4 separate regions of the Muntiacus reevesi genome follow, and regions 1, 2 and 4 are each linked to region 3. A link is a contact called in public Hi-C data. All regions are on one chromosome and are shown on one strand. Each heading gives the region's core, a stretch centred on a gene start, on an enhancer-like site or on the middle of the called end of the contact. The rest is flanking DNA. Distances are from core to core; before and after follow the strand shown.

What was found. A called contact is a pair of places that touch in the nucleus more often than the background predicts.
Region 1: a contact with region 3 is called in a Hi-C map of blood, with 5 times the contacts expected there. The contact joins the promoter of DNAJB14 here to the promoter of EIF4E in region 3. A contact is called at or near these places in 2 of 3 Hi-C or Micro-C datasets (blood and muscle).
Region 2: a Hi-C map of blood shows a contact between it and region 3, with 2.4 times the contacts expected there. The contact joins the promoter of LAMTOR3 here to the promoter of EIF4E in region 3. A contact is called at or near these places in 2 of 3 Hi-C or Micro-C datasets (blood and muscle).
Region 4: a Hi-C map of muscle shows a contact between it and region 3, with 5 times the contacts expected there. The contact joins the promoter of TRMT10A here to the promoter of EIF4E in region 3. A contact is called at or near these places in 2 of 3 Hi-C or Micro-C datasets (blood and muscle).

What each region holds. Positions count from the first base shown.
Region 1 is chr16:23,862,695-23,865,394 of mMunRee1.1, reverse strand. DNAJB14 (DnaJ heat shock protein family (Hsp40) member B14) reads right to left here and starts at 1,353. Exons shown (of 7, transcript XM_065907282.1): 1 at 1,002-1,353. The coding sequence starts at 1,105.
Region 2 is chr16:23,910,113-23,912,812 of mMunRee1.1, reverse strand. It overlaps LAMTOR3 (late endosomal/lysosomal adaptor, MAPK and MTOR activator 3), which reads right to left and starts at 1,379. Exons shown (of 7, transcript XM_065907466.1): 1 at 1,270-1,379; 2 at 913-958. The coding sequence starts at 921.
Region 3 is chr16:24,744,990-24,747,689 of mMunRee1.1, reverse strand. It overlaps EIF4E (eukaryotic translation initiation factor 4E), which reads right to left and starts at 1,328. Exons shown (of 7, transcript XM_065907545.1): 1 at 1,259-1,328. The coding sequence starts at 1,276.
Region 4 is chr16:24,178,894-24,181,593 of mMunRee1.1, reverse strand. It overlaps TRMT10A (tRNA methyltransferase 10A), which reads right to left and starts at 1,301. Exons shown (of 8, transcript XM_065907321.1): 1 at 1,135-1,301. It overlaps MTTP (microsomal triglyceride transfer protein), which reads left to right and starts at 1,471. Exons shown (of 19, transcript XM_065907294.1): 1 at 1,471-1,865.

The sequences.
Region 1 (2,700 bases), core at 104-2,603, 880 kb after region 3:
CAAGTGAAACTGTATCCTACGGACCAGATAATGGAATGTCATGGTTAAAGGCCTTTTGGAGCTGGAGAGCTCAAATACTATTCTGACTTTGCTACAAATTACTGTGTGACCTTGGGTAAGATATTTTCATTGATTCACTCATTCATTCATTCACTCATCAAAAGGTCTGTTTCCGTATGAGTGAGCCTGGTCAAATGAATCCTAGGATCGATTTGAGGAATAAATGAAATAAGTCATATAAAACAGTAGGTATTTCACAAGCACTCACTAAGTGCTGGCTATAATTACTTTAGAGCCTAGAGAGCAAGAGAAGAGCAGGATTTCGACTAAAGGAAATCCAATGCTCTGTTCCTAAAGATGTGCCTCATTTGTCGATAATTATGGTGCTATCAAATCGGATACTATTCAGCAAACCCTCACTGACTCTTGTCATTCTTGTGGTCCTCTCTTCTAAAGAACTCTTTCCCAGGGAAAAGCAATGTCATCTCAGGTGTTCGAAAATGTTTGCTTTGGGAACAGCGTTTTCTACCCCAGAGGCGGTGGAACCAGGGACCTGTACATTAACCACTGAGTTCCCTGTTCCTCTCACTTCACTAGGCCTTAATCGCGGATAAGGATGAGGAGGGAGGGGGTCACACAACCACACATCCAGATATAAAACCCCATCTGGTAAGACAGGACCAGATGAATCTCCTGGGAGAATGACAGCTGGATATTCATGAAAACCGATAGGGGAACCGGCAACTCCAGCCGGGTGCCTCAGAGCCGGCATCTCGCAGGTAGGCCGGTGAGGAGGGAGTCTCGCGGAGCCCACGGCCGGCCCGGCCGAGATGTTCAGGGCCCGAGCGGGGGTGTGTCGGCGAGGAGCGTTCTGGGGGTCCGACCGGAAGGGTCAGGCGGGTGGGGGGCTCCGCGGCTCCCTGAGGGGCGAGGGTGGGGGCGGCGCGGGCTGCGCGGCGGCCCGGGGACAGGGCGGGGACGAAAGGGACCGAGGGCCTCACCGCGGGCCGAGGGCAGTGGGTAGAGCTTCTCGGCCTTCTGAAGGAAGCGCTGGGCCTTCTCGCGGTTGCCGGCGTTCAGGGCCTCCCGGGCGATCTCCACACATTTCTCCGCCTCATCCCGGTTCCCCTCCATGGCTTGCGCCTTCTTCCGTTTCCTGCGGGAGCTCAGCAACGAGGGGCGGAAGCCGCCGCCGCCGCTGAGGAGGCAAGGCCGGCCGGGGCTGGGGGCGTGCGAAGGCGAGCGGGGAGGAGCGCAGGCGACCGCGGCGGCGGGGCCGGAGCGCACTGGCGGGCTCGCAGCTCCGCCTCCTCACGGCGGCCTCCCCGCCCCCCGCGGGTCGCTACGGCGCGAGCCGCGTCCCTCTGGTCCCCGGACTGGGCTCCACAGCCGGGCCGTCAGAACCCGCTCATTGGTTCTTGCCGGCGCAGACAGGCTCCGGGTCAACCGACCTGGAGGGTGAGGGGGGTGTGCGGGCGGTATCAGGCCGGCTGGCCGCCGGAGGGGCTCCCCTGAAGGGGTTCCGTCGCGGCGTGGACCCAGCCGCCAGCCTCAACAACGCGGTGCCCTCCAACCCCCAGCGCGGCCCGCGAAGGCGGCAGCCCCCCTTCCTAACGACTGGGCAACGAGTGAGGGTGGGGACATTCGTTTTCAAGAAAATTCCCAGGCATCAAAGGCCCCGCCCCCCGGCCCCCTTCAGCCTAGGTCAGCCTAGGGAAAATTCGGTCAGGTGTGGACCCAGCTGCCAGTCCCCGGGACACTGCTTCCGGCACAGCTGTTCAGGAACCCAGTAAGGCGTCCTTTGACCCTAATTCGTTTCATTGCCTTATTTCATTCATACTCCATTTTTCTGACTCAGTGCCATTAAACTCTTAGTACATCCCAAGAGGTACAAATCGAACACTTAAGATAATGTGTAGTTCGCACTTATTCTGGTGAAAACCAAAACGCTAGTAACCATGAGCAGAACAGGGCAGGAATCAGCTCTTTGGCAATGTATTACCTCTATAGGTAAACTTGGTTTTCTGCCTTCTCCCATTTTAATCATCACCCTTGTGAAATACTCGCCATGTTGGTATCCTCAGTGAAGGCAAAGGGCCCACCTTTTGCTTGGTATTAAGAACGTGCCAGAAACTAAGTGTCAAAATGATCCACTTAACCTAATTACAAAGTAACTATTTTCACACATTGTTCGGTAAAGATACTGTCTGCATAGCAGCAAATAAGTAACTCAGGACTTTCAAAGAAATCTTGATTCTCCTCTGTTAAATGTGAATAGTATGTTCCCCAAAGATGTTACCACATACTGAACAATTTAATACAAGTAACCTTCAAAACAGCGTGTAGCACACTGAAAACCTTATCAGTCTAAACTGAGAAGTACCTTCCGTGTAGGTAGCTACATACAGGATTTTCCTACCTGGCCTCTGCTCCCCACCCCCACCCAAGTCCGCACAGTACTCTGGTGTAGTGCTGCTAACACAAACAGCAAACACAGCTAAAGAACTGAGATGGTTAAACTTAGCCTAAAAAACATCAACTTGTGCTGAAGTTTTAAAATCTTTTAATAGTTCATTACACAGCATTTAAAAAAAAATACTTGGGCCTTTTAACTTTGTTGATCTACAGACAGAATTAACAGTGATTTCAAGGGAAGAAATGTGCTTAAGTTATTGCTAGGTAAGATACCTATTTAAAACA
Region 2 (2,700 bases), core at 130-2,629, 830 kb after region 3:
TTAACACAGTGATAATAATAACAGTGCATATCTCATGAAAGTTACTGTAATAATTAAATAAGCATATGTTCAATGTTCCAAAGAATATTTAGCATGTATGTAAGCAAAATGTGCGTGTGTTAGTTGCTTAGTCGTGTCTGACTCTTTGCAACCCCACAGACCGCAGCCCACCAGGTTCCTCTGTTCATGGGGTTCTCCAGGCAAGAACACTCGAGTGGGTTGCCATTTCCTTCTCCAAAAGGAACTATAGAAAGAAAGTGAAGTCGCTCAGTCGTGTCTGACTCTTTGTGACCCCATGGACTCTAGCCTATCAGGCTCCCCCACCCATGGAATTTTTCAGGCAAAAATACTGGAGCGGGTTGCCATTTCCTTCTCCAATATAAGCAAAATAACAGTATGTAAAAATATAACAGCATGTAAAATATAAACAAATATAAATATTAATAATAATTCCCTGTTGTTTTCAGAAACTAGTACAATTAAGTTTCCTAAATGTAGAATTTTAGTTGTATTGCTGTGTTAAAAAGGCAATGGTTTTATAAATCATCTGCAATTGCTACAGTGAACCAAAGAGACATAATTGGAAAAAGATTCAGAGCAGCAAACCATCATTTAGAAACTGAAATGGTAAATATGCAGAACCTGTCTTATGCCCGCAGAACTGGGGCGTGGGAAAAATAAAACTGTCTCAACCTCAGGCACCTTTAGTGTCTTCTACCCCCATTCCAGGCAGAAACTCAGGGCCCTGAAAATTACTCCTTTAGTCTCTGACTTCAGATCCTAGACAGAGTAATTGGAGGGAAGCGGTAAAACGAAACAAATTTCTATTTGGGAAGCGCTACCTCTCCCCACCCAGTAGTCTCAACCTACTCTCCACTCTCCCCTTCCTATTATGTGGGGGTGTTAACTCACATCCGCCATGATGAACCCCTTTCTCCCGCAGGATCAATCTCCACGCCTGAAAGAGAAACTCCAGGTGACTCTCCCCTCAAGACTTCCTCTCCCTCCCCACCCCCAACCTAATAAGCAAATGTCAGCTCTCCGCTGGGTCAGGCAAGGATCCACGGCCCCAGGGCTCCAGTCAGGGAGGCTGATTAGAGTCGGAGTTCCCAAATACTCAGGCGGGTAATCGAGATGCCTGACAGCCCACTCCACCCTCTAACCCCTCAAATCCAAGCTCAACCAGGAGGCGAAAGCGCCGTCTTTTCTTCCGTCTCACCGCCCGCACCACTTGCGGCCTAAACCACCGGGCAAAGTGGCTGCAGTTACCTGGGTTTCTGGGCTGCCTGGTTCTCTGAACTGTCACTTCAGGGACAACTTGTGGGACAGGTTCCTCTAAAAGCCGCAGTCACATGATTTATGACCTCTTCTGTGCTCCCGGAAGCACTTCCCAAGACTCCGACGCTAGGTGACGCTGGATTTCCGGGGAGGTACTTCGACAGGGCAGCGCGCATTTGCGCAATAAGCCCCGGCTCACTCCCCGCGGGTGCTTTTTGCGTCTGTGAGGAGTTCCAGCTGTCCTGGATCGCTGCACTTGAATAGAGATTGCTTTGAGATTGCGGAACCCTGAAGATTCCCAGAATACGCAAGGAAGAAAACGTATTTGTTTGGGGAGGGTGCATAAAATTCATTATTTTTTTTTAAGGGCCCGTTATCTTAAAACCTCTTCTTGTAGATGAATAAATTTAAAGGGGGTGGTGTTACATACTGAACAGCAAGCTCCAGATTGCCCGTGGTTAGAAGCCCAGGTCCGTCGGTCTCTGATCGTAATTTAATCATCTTTCGGCTTTCCCATGCGAGCTACCCTCGGACTGTGACTTGTCTGGATTGAATCAAGGATCCTTGAGCTTTCTGGAGATCTCATATATGTGTGTACATCAAGCTTCTACATATGCAGACATGGAGCAACCTTCTTTCGTTGGCTCTTGATTCAGAAGACCGTACTTTTAAGGACTGTCTATAATTTTTTATTTGGTGCATTGCTTATTTGCACATTGAGGGAAAACCTACAGTAAGTGGTAGGAGAATGAGGTCTCGGGGAACTTCTTTTCCACAAATCACTAAGTTCAGTTCAATTGCTCAGTCCTGTCCCAGTTTTTGCGACCCCATGGACTGCAGCTCGCCAGGCTTCCCTGTCCTTCACCAGTTCCCAGAACTTACTCAAACTCATGTCCATCTCATCCTTTGTCGTCCCCTTCTCCTCCTGCCTTCAGTCTTTCCCAGCATCAGAGTCTTTTCTAATAAGTCACCTTCGCATCAGGTGGCCAAATATTGGAGCTTCAGCAACAGCGTCAACCTTTCCAATGAAAATTCAAGGTTGATTTCCTTTAGGATTGATTGGTTTGAACTCCTTGAAATCCAAAGGATCCTTGAAAATAGAAGTGCAAAAGGAACCAGCTACAGACCAAGGTGTGGTGGAAAGATACTAATTTGCTAGGTACCCTTAGGAGGATGAAATGGTAAGTTACAAAGCACCTAGATATTACAAATGATCTTTGTCATTATAAGAGAACTTGACAGTTCCATAGCAACTGACATCATTGAATACCACTTCCTTTTCCTTCCTTTGATTTCTTAGCCTCTAGAACACTGCACTTATTTTACTCACCCAGTCTCCTCACTCTTAAAGGTTGTCTTTGATTCTTCTGCTGTTTTTCTTTCCACAGTATCCTGAGAATGTTATTCCTAAATCTGCACCTT
Region 3 (2,700 bases), core at 79-2,578:
GACATTCCTAAAACGGCAACATAGGCCTAGAAGTTTCAGTGAGCCAGTGCCGGCAAAACCAAACTATGTCAAAGATACTCTCTCCTTTGAACGGTAACAATCAACTTTGTACTCTGGGATCAACTTGCTTCAAAGAAGTTTAAGATGATACCTAAAATGGGAGGGAAGCCAGTAGAACGGATAAAGAGAGAATCAAATGGAAAATTAACTTGAAAAGTTAAGTTTCTATTTCCAATAAACTGCGTCTGTGAAATCTTCCAGACGATAAAGACTCGGAAGAACAGACGGATCTAGACCCAGTCGCATTCTCTGAGGCGTGCGCACAGCGCGGAAAGGATGAATGAATGGAAGACAGGCGCGTGAGAAATGCAGCAGGTCCCGCCGGCAACCAGACCGGCAGCAGCTCTCCGTAGGCCTCGCTCCTCCCCCTTCCCTCCTCCATGACAGCCCGGTCTCGAGCACGGAGGGGCGAGGACAATGTGGTCCCCCTTCTAACCACCCCCCTCCGCCCTTTCATCCTCCTCTCAGATGTTTACCGCGCGGCACGGGGTTCTCCTCCCCACCCCAGACCTTTCTCGCCTCCCCTGCCGCCAACCCCGGCAACTCTCCGACGCGCTGGAGTAACATGCGCTCGCCCCTCTCGGCTCCCCGCGGCGAGGTCGCAGCTTCTCCGCGCGTGCCGCGGCACCACTCCCGCCCAACCCACCCTCTGGCAACGCGCGCCCACCGGCCTCCCGGCCCACCCGTCCAATGAACCCCGGCACGCGCGCCGCACCCGAGTCCCTGGGCTGGATAGAGGCTCGGGAGGGAGAGAGGGAAAGGCTGCCCCGGGGCTCCCTCCTCCATCTCATTCCAGGCCGGCTCGCCGCCCACCGTCCCTGCGGATCCCGACGCCTGCTCGGAGCCGGCCCTGCGCCCTCCTATCCCGAAAGCACAATTCCCACCACCCTAGCCCAGGGCCCCGAACACCCTCCATCCTCGTGGCCCCCTCAAGGCTCTGCCGGAGGCGCCGCGCCGCCCCTCCCCCACTTCTCTCCCCGAGCTCTCGGGCCCCCACCAGAACGTGTGCTCCACACGCCGTAGCGGCCAACCTCCGGGGCGCCCCCAGTTGTCCGCGGGGAGGTCAGGCCCAAGAAGAGGGGGAGGGGGCGGCAAGGGGTAGCATGCGCGCCGGGAACGCCGTCCCGCGGGGTCCCCCAGTCCGAAGGGAGACGGAGCGCGGGGACCGGTGGGGGTGGGGGCCAAAGGCAATACTCACCGGTTCCACAGTCGCCATCTTAGATCGATCTGCTCGCACAACCGCTCCTGAAGGGGGGGGTGAGAGGAAAAAAAGGAGATTCAAACCGGATTGGCCGGCTGCTGTTCACGTGACGGACGTGTCCGTTTGGCCCTGGCGGCGCCTGCGCAAGACTGCGGCTGCGTGTTTAACGAGAGGCTTCTGGGAAGTGAAGTCTCTCCCTTTTTTTTTTTTTTTTTTCTTTAAGGCAAAGAAGTTAAAAAAAAAAAAAGAACTGGTCACGTGGTCGATGGGTACGGTTCGCGGTTCTCGGCGCTGCGGACACTCGCGTTCTGCAGGGTGGTTTTCAGTGCCCTGCTCTTCCGCCTGGATAGATGCTGTCGCACTTACTGCCAGGCATGCCTCCTGTGCCCTTCGTCGCCCTGTCCTCCCATCTTCCCTGGAAGGTTGGGTACCGAAGCCTCAGCACGCTCAATAAGGCTTCATTTGCTTAGTTGAGGTCCTAGGACGAGTTGCCTGTGTGCTTATTTAATTTTCTTTTGACTTCTCACCATTTTCTCTTAGTTTTACAAAGAGTTGGCGATGGAGGATAGCTGTGTGAGCAGTCAACCCTCGCCGGCCCCTTGGCGCCGCTAGCACTGGTGGTCACTCATCGCCATCACTGCGAACGGGGTGGCGGCACCGCCCACTGTACCCACTTGCCACGGGTTGGGGGAGGGGGAGTGCACCCGACAGCTTTTCCTGTTCCGACTCCTGAAATTAAGACCTTAGAGTTAGATCTTGCGTGGAAGTAAAAATGATTTGCAAGTTGTGTCCTCTCGCTTCCACTGTTCTGCTTTAACGTGAACGGAAACAGCCCAAGTCCAGGTGCCAGCCAGGGAAGCCACTCCGGCCCCCGCTGACTAAGCCCTGGACTGACGGTCAGGAGTCGTTAGGCCAGGTCAACTATGACTCTTGACGTTGACTCATTCTCGTTAGGCAAGTGACTTAGTCAGTGCCTCAGCTTTTTCATTTATGAACCACAGATAATAATACACTTACCTCACAAGGGTTTGCTGTGCTAATGATTGTAACCAGTTTTGAAGAAGCATCGGACTCTATAAATGCTTCAGTAGGCAACCTCGTGTCTTCCTGAGGATCAGCGGCTTCCCTTAATTTTTTTTTTTAAAGCAATTAAAAAGTTTTTTCTTTTGTGTACTTTGTTACATCATCATGTACACGAATGCAATTTTAAAGTTTCAAGACAAGCTTCCCCCCTCCTCCTTTTTAACTCTAGCTACCCTCCACAGAGACTTTAATGTTCAGGAAAATATTGTTATATTCACAATAATCACTGGCAATTAGAAATTCATCCCCACTATGGCATCCCACATTTCCTTTCCATGTAAGATACTGTGCTGTCATTTCTCAAGACAGTATTACTCTGCACGGCTATAAATAGAGGTAAAGATATCTAGTAGAGT
Region 4 (2,700 bases), core at 52-2,551, 570 kb after region 3:
CATACAGTGAGCATTTAACTATGCACTAGTTTGTTCAGATTAACCTGTTAAGTAAAATATAAACACCATGGCAGTCTGCATTCGTCCCTCACATGCAGTGCTATTCACAGCACATTTTAATTCATTCACCAGGTTCGACCAACTTTGTAGCAATTACAGAAATAACTGCGCCAAATTTAGTTTACTTAAGCACTGAATTTTTTTAAATGGTTCCTTTAGTTAGATATAGATCATCTGGTGGTTTTATGAAACTAATTATGAATAAAGATGACTAATGCAATCTGGTGTGGGACAGAAAAATTAAAAAATTGTATCTCCATTATCCTTGTATTTCCACTTCTTAGCAAAACTCCTGGCAGGGAGAACACACATCATGAGTGTGACTGACCGAAAGTTTGAAAAAAAAAAAAAAAAAAAATTCATGGCTTTACTGATTGGGCTAAAGTCTCAGTAATTTATAACACAGCCTCCCTTCCAGAAACATCCAAAGGAATGTCGAAATAACCGCAGAACGGAATTAAATGACATAATGGTGGTAAAGAAGGAATACCCTTTTTTAAAACGTGCTTTAACAGCACCTGCAGCAACTTCCCCCTGGGCCTCTCCCCACATTTCACAGCGCTCAGAGACATCAGCCCTGGTAGGAAAAATGAGGTTTAAACACGAAAAGCGACTTGCCCACGGTCTCTTGCCAACAAGGGGCACAACCACAACTCATTTTCCGGCCCTTCAGAGTCCAGATTTCCCTCTCCCTTCATTCTTGGGAAGCGAACACAGTTCACATACTAGGACCCGTATGTCGACCCCCAAACAAAAGTCTACAGCAAGAGGACCTATACTAGTGGGCGGAGCCGAACCCGACTCTAGCCTCCAGGTCACCCAAGCGCGGTCGCATTACAGAGGCGGGGTTAATTTGCAGCCGACGAATCAGAAAGCTGTTTGGCGAGGCGAAGGGGCGCGCTCTCATACGTCACTTCCTTCCGGAGCTGCGTTTTTGCTACCATTTTCCATTATCCCACTTCCCTCTCCCCCGGAAGCCCTATTGCTAGTGGAAGGCGGGACCGGCACGCGCTTCTTTTGCTCTCGGATTATATCAGAGTAGAGGAGCGCTAGCCTCCGCGCCAAGAGACTTACCGAACAGAGGAGTTGTCGGGGAATCTGATTATCTCTCAGAAAGCTTTTTGTAGTGGTCTTTACCACTCGAGAAGGTCCTCTTTTGGAAACTTCAACTCCCAGAGGCAGAGCCGGGAGCTGCACGTAGGAGGCTACGGAGGTTACGTCTTTCGTCAGCCCACTGCGCCAACTCCGGACCCGCAGTGGGAGAAAGGGGCGGGGTTTGTGTGGGGCGGGGTCTGGGGTTAGGGTTTCTGGAGTGGGAGGTGTTTGAGTAATACCTGTTTTTCCAATTCAAGGCAGCCGTACACCTGCAGGCATTTAGGCATATATCCTCGTGGGGATGGCGAGGGATGTTAAGACATTCCTGCTCTTAAAAATGACCAACACTAATAAAGGGCTTGTAATTCTTCCGTGTTTGAGATGAGAGGAAAGCATCTGTTGCCTAAATTATTTGTATTTATAATACAGGAGGCTTTCAGTATCACATAATTTTACACAACTGAAGTGGAAAATTAGATTTTAAAAGTGAATCAAGCGCCCAATAAGATGTAATTAAATCTAGACTGTTTACGCCTTTTCTTTCTTACAACCATAAGTCTTACTCTCCATTGATTCTTTGAGCTGTTTTTCATATACTGTTTTGTAAGACATTGGGTGACGTTTCATTGTTTATAATGCCTGACTTTACTATGTAACCTTTTTGCTATATATAGATTAAGTCACCTGAGGAAGACCTGTAACATAATCCGGTTGGTGGTCATTTTCTATTTAGTTTTTAATTTGGGCCTACTTCTAATAAGTGATTATTGCAGAATTCGAAGATAAGAATGATGTTTGAATCAAAGAATAGAAGACTGCCCTCTAAGTATGGAAAGAACTCTGGAGTGATTTATACTTGATATTTGAAAACATTCTAGCATGTTTAAAGGTTTCTGTGAATAGGAAATTAAATTCCAGATTTGACTTTTCTGAATTGTAAATTCTGTAAATTTAGTTACAAAACTGAAGTCACTCTTGCTTTAAATCGTCGAATTTTACATGAAACACTGTCACTACAACATGGTTGTAGGCCACACTGTCTGTTTCCTCATTATGTCAAGTCCAAAAGATCTTTTAACTAAGAATTGGCAAAGAAGTCTGGATCCATTTCTGATCTGTTAGTAGGGCATCTTTTTTCAGCTACCTCCATATCAGGCCAAAGAGTAGCTGAGGGAGGATTAGTAATTGGATATTTAGCCCTTCACATGTAGGTCATTGAGCTCAGGCTGGCATAGTGATGCGCCAAAACTTTCAACAGCTGTTCAGTTGCCCCTCAGGGATCTGTTTTATGAATAATTATATATTTTTCAGTGCTAGTACCTGATACCCTTATTAAAACAAAAATTTTAAGTTACTTAAAACACCCTCATGTGTTTTCTTTTGACATAGCCATTTAACTTTACAGTCATAGGGTGTGAAATTTAAAATGATTCTAGTATCATCCAAAGCTGCACTAGTAAAAAATGGACAGTTTAATCAAAGATACAGAAAGCATATAGAAAATGCAGGAAGGCAAAAACCATAATATGAAACAGTATTATTTTC